2 separate regions of the Capsicum annuum genome follow, and region 2 is linked to region 1. Evidence: chromatin contacts called from public Hi-C data. All regions are on one chromosome and are shown on one strand. Each heading gives the region's core, a stretch centred on a gene start, on an enhancer-like site or on the middle of the called end of the contact. The rest is flanking DNA. Distances are from core to core; before and after follow the strand shown.

The links. Hi-C and Micro-C count contacts between places; a contact is called where the count stands out from the background.
Region 2: a contact with region 1 is called in a Hi-C map of leaf, with 3 times the contacts expected there. The contact joins the promoter of LOC107858765 here to the enhancer-like site in region 1. A contact is called at or near these places in 3 of 5 Hi-C or Micro-C datasets (bud, leaf and placenta).

What each region holds. Positions count from the first base shown.
Region 1 is chr2:92,981,126-92,983,822 of UCD10Xv1.1, forward strand. No RefSeq gene overlaps it. Among protein-coding and RNA genes, the nearest start is that of LOC107858762, 120 kb to the right of the region's middle. Within about 2 kb of position 1,331, at least 5 of the 5 cell types and tissues checked have an H3K27ac peak or open chromatin away from gene starts, as enhancers often do. A contact at or near this core is called in bud and leaf, where this site is marked.
Region 2 is chr2:93,107,096-93,109,792 of UCD10Xv1.1, forward strand. LOC107858765 (UPF0301 protein CHU_1773) reads left to right here and starts at 1,373. Exons shown (of 2, transcript XM_016703548.2): 1 at 1,373-1,674; 2 at 2,098-2,697. The coding sequence starts at 1,527. LOC107858762 reads left to right here. Exons shown (of 10, transcript XM_016703540.2): 10 at 1-395. The coding sequence ends at 96.

The sequences.
Region 1 (2,697 bases), core at 81-2,580:
TATTTTCGATTTCAGGGGCATTTCTAAACTCACACCAAAGGTAGTCTTTCTCTTCTTTGAAGATCAAGTGACAACGCACTTCGAGCTTTGAAAATTATGTACATGTAGCTCTCAGTTGCAGGTGTAAAGGGCCCCCACATTCATGATTGAGATAAATGAAAACCTCTTTCCATAACTCGGTGCATTTGTCACTCATTCCAAACCAAAGGTTTTCTTAACTAAGAGACTGTCTTTTACACCGATCAAGTCGAACTACAGGCAGTCTGATTTCCTGGGTTTCAGGAATATGTAGGCTGGGCTCTTTTTTGAAAACTCGACTGCATTCCAACCTCCCCCCAACCCGCTTATTTCTCAGCTTTTTGATTTCACCAAAAATTCAAAAGTCAGAATAACTATAGAATTCACTAAAAATCATGCTCAGAATCAAGCTTTATAAATTACAAGTAGCCTGAATCTCATATAACCTCAGATATGTAGGAAATTCGATACCGAGGTTTGACCATAACTCTACAAAACTCGTGCGAAGATCCACCCCGTTTCGAGAAACGAATTTGTGGCCGGACAAAAATTAGGAACGTCAAACTCACTTTGTCCAGGGTTACTTATATCCACCCTAAACAAAGGGAGGGAGCAGTTGTTGACACCTAATTTTTACCTTCTACAACTAAGTTTAATTCTGAGTTTCTTCAGTTATAAGTACAATTGAAATATTTATTTTATTGGATAAATTCTTTCTAAAATATTTATTTGCGTAAAATTGTCATTTAAGAAACAAATTATATTTTTTCGTATTCTCGTATATGAGATCGTATAATTTTGATTACTTAAATGGTTATTTTATCAAAAATTAATTTTTAATGAAGAAACATCTCGAAAATTAGTTAATGGATAAACTTTGGTCTAAATATAATTTATTCTTCTAAAAAATAATCTATTTGGAAAATATTTGTTTGATTTTAGTAAATCAAGAAACTCAGAATTAAATTAGTTGTTAATTCATTAAAAATTTTGATTCAATTTAGTCAATTAATTAAATTTATCTGCAATTGAAATCAACTTGACCATAATTGTAATGCAATTGACCAATTGACTTTAAACATAATTAAAATCTCAAATACAATTGACTAAAATTCTAACATGCGACTGTTTTTGAAATAACCTAATCTACCATTTTACCCAACCCCCCTTTCCAATTTCCTAAATTGGGTCACCAGGCCCAAAACAATAACATCAGCAGCATCAGTCGACATAAAAACAAACCCAGCCTTCTCCTTTAAACCTCAGCCGGCCCACCTCCAAGAACCGATCCGCCCGACCCAAACCAATCCACCCTTTATACCCCTTTACCCGTACAAATTACTACTACTTCCAATAACACATCAACGTACAATACAACGCTAAAACAACCTCAACAACTGTAACAACAACATTCAATAACGGTGCTCAACCATTCCAACAGAAAATGCAACAGCAAAACCCGGGTACAACACCATAAGCACCAAACCCGCAATTTCCAAGCAATACCAACGTTAACAGCGGACCACGGCATACCACATACAACAGCAACAATGACGGTTAACCAACGGCAAAACCTCAGATGGCCAAGTTACTATTTTGCCATCTCGGATAGTCGTTCATTGCCATCTCGGATAGTCGTTCATGGCTAAAATGCAGAGGGATTTCAACTTTTCAGTTTGCCGTTCACCAATTTGGGGAAAAAATTAATTCACCTTCTTTGACTAACCAAGCCAACGTTTTCTTTTCATCCATCCACAGACTTCTGAGTACAAGGACCATTAATGGTTTTCGTCTTACTGTGAATTTCAAAAATCAGCTCAAATTTGGATTTGAAATCCATTAATTTCAAATCCAAAACCCTAGTAAATTCTCCCAATCTACTTCTATAAATAGATAGTGGGGGGATAGAAGGGAGGAGAAGGACTTTTTGGGGGGGAAAATGTGGATTTTGGAAGAGCACTCCTCTAATCTCACGTAACCAAGAAGTTCACGGTGAAATTCGCCTAAATTCATTGAAATCGTCTAAATTTTTGCAAGTTGTGAAATTCCATCCTGACTGACTCGTAATTCCCGTTCTCTACTCGAAAAAAGGTAAACACACCATTCTCTTTTAAATTCCCTAATTATTTGTTCTTCTTCGCTCAAGTAGCATAGTGGCTGAATTATGTGCTGTAGAAACTTAGGATTTCTTAAAATTATTTTGACAAGTTGGTGGTTATGCGTTTGATTTCTCATGACTGGTTTTGTTTTGTGGTTAGTTGAAAGTTACGCTGCTTGTTTCGAGGTTAGTTGATTCCTTAAAAGATTATTTCGATTATTGTGATTCAACTCTTTAAAACAGATACGAACAAGTCGTGAATTTGAATGACAGTAGGTTGTGTCAAGATATTTTCATAGTAACATGATTGTTTTTTTCTGTTCACTCAACCAAATATTTATATCAGTAAAATTTTATGCTTTGTTAACACAAGTCTACGTGATATGTATGGAATTCTGTGAATGCACCATTTAATGGATTATGAGTAACATGCTCTTTGAATAGCTCTTTTTCCTCTTAAAAATCAGAACTAGAATTGGAGTATATGCTTACATGCTTTCAATTCCAAAAGTCCATATAAAACAAACATTTAATTCTGCCCTATCTTATTCTGTTTGGAGTGAAGATTCTTAGTAAATTAT
Region 2 (2,697 bases), core at 123-2,622, 130 kb after region 1:
GTGCTTGGTTGTGTTAGACTGAACAAGATTGATTTTGTTGATCATGGCCAAATACCTACCCTTGCGAGAGTTGAGGAAGATTCATGTGCAGAATAATATTAACTAATACCCGCATCGATATTGCTCGGGCTCTTCAAATGTGTCAATGAGTGCATGCCGAATTCTCCAAAAATAATGTATTTTTGAAGAATCCAACACAAGTGCAGCATTGGAAGTGAAGATAGAACCGCATGTGGCATAGGGGAGTAGATCATAGTGCATCTTGAGCTTTGTATATAGCTCAATTGTTTTTTGTTTTTTCCAAAAAAGTACACATTGTAGTATTAAACAAATTGCTACTAACTCACTAAATTATAATGGACGCCGTGGTACTCCGAACCCACTGACTTAACTTCCTTGATCTGCTTCTACTGCAAGGGGAAATTCAAGATTCACATGAGATATGACGCTAAGGGAGTAAACCACTCTTAACCAAAAGGTTTTCCATTCCTGGTGTTCTAGTTTGACATTTCTAGTTATGTGATGGAGTAATATTCTTTTGGTGGAGAAGTATATTTTGTGACTATGGGATTATTTCTGAATTAGAGCATTATGCTTGATCTTTTAGGTTGTAATGGCTCATATTGGAGAAGCTTTTGAGCTTCCATGTAATGTAGCACCAAAACCAAATAATAACATTCAATTTGATATTTCCTTTTAGTTAATGTAGCCACCTGGGATAGATGTTTAATCAGTTTTCGCTTTGAGTGGTAACTAGTTGAATCACCAAATGACTTGAAGAAAATTGAGGAAGGAAAGGCTAAAAGTATCAGAATATTTTCACCTAAATCTTAACTTAAATTTTCTCCAAACTCCTCTTGACCATACAATTGAAACCAAACAACATCTTAGTGTAATCCCAAAGCGGGGTGTGAAAAAAATAGGATTATATGCAGATTTAATTTCTACCTTTGCAGTATAGACAAATTGTTTTGGATAATTTCTACCTTTGTAGCATAGATAATTTGTTTTGGATAGACTCTCCAATATTATCCATTTTTTAAAAAACATAATACTACAAATCAAGAAAGAATGAAAGGACAAAAGAAGAAAAGGCTAAAGAAGCAAGAAGTCATACTGACAAGTCTGTGGCTAGAATCACAACACATCACTCAAAAAAGTGCACTAGATTTCTACAGATCAAACCTTAGCCAACTCAAACTTATAAGAACCAAACAACTGCTTGATATATACACGTGTCATCTTATAACTGTTGGCTTTTCTGCTTATGTGTAAAGCCATATCCACTATCCCTAACTTTTAGGAAAGCCAATATGACAACAGTGAAAAAGCATCCTACTTGTATAGGATTGGCTAAAAAACTTCATGTGGTCTACATTTAACTACATTCTCCATATATAACACACAATGATTTCTCTCTTTATACATAAACTCTTTTACCTATATCCATTTATCCAATATACACTGATCAGTTTGCATCTGCTGCAGTACTTTTTGGCTAATAAACCAAGAATTTCTAGACCAATATGGAAGCTTGCTTTGTCACTTCAAAGCCCTTCTCAGAGAAACTCTTCCCTTTGTTAGGATCAAGAATTTCTTGTTCTACAAGAAGAAGGTCATCTGTTAGTCAGTTTCATCAGCTCAAAAAAGTTGGCACTCCTTTGTCAGTTACATGTGAGTACGTGTTTCTTCTTGTCTTGCTTTTGTATCTCAATGGCTATCCTGTAATACCATTCAAAGTACAAGGGTTAAACTATCTACGTTTTAGTGTAAATTCAACTCAAAAATTTTCAAATGTTTGTTTGAAAATTTACATCTTTAGAAATTACATAAAAAAGACTACATATATTGAATTGATAATTTAAAATATTTTAAAAGACATGAAACAATTGTCATCAGTCAAAAATCCTACTGACTTTTCAAATACTAGTTGTGGACTTTTCAAATGGTAGTTGTGTGAGTACCTTTTTCTTTTTGCTGAAAACTAAGCAAAGAAACAAAGTATTGCACTAAAATTTTGAGCAATTTTCTACTTTATCAATTACTCGAAGTTCCCCTTCAAGGGAAACATATATTGAGAGAATGTTGTACTTGTAGGTTGTCAAGCAAGCTCACCATTCTCATCACCTTCACCTCAAGATGAAGGAAAACCTTTTGCTGAAAGGGATTGGCGTTCATTTCGAGCTAGATTAGTTGCCGGAGAACGAGCTTCCCGGTCGGAAGATCCCTCTTCCGTCGTCAATCCCGACACCGTCGACGATCTTCCGCCACCTCCGGCCGTCACAATTGGCAGCAAATGGGCCCACACAATTCACGAACCAGAAAAGGGCTGCTTGCTGATTGCCACTGAGAAGCTACAAGGAGATAATATTTTTGAGCGGACTGTAGTTCTCTTGTTGTCATTGGGGTTCATCCCAACGGGCTTAATTCTCAATAGGCCTTCGCTTATGTCCATTAAGGAAATGAGATCATCAGCGTTGGACATGCCCGGGACGTTCGCGAATAGGCCGTTGTTCTTTGGTGGGCCATTAGAAGAAGGGCTTTTTTTGGTGAGCCCAAATGAAGGAAGTGAAGATGGGCTTGGGAAAAGTGGAGTTTTTGATGAAGTAATGAAGGGTTTGTATTATGGTACAAAGGAAAGTGTGGGTTGTGCTTCTGAAATGGTGAAAAGGGGTGCAGTTGGGGTTGATAATTTTA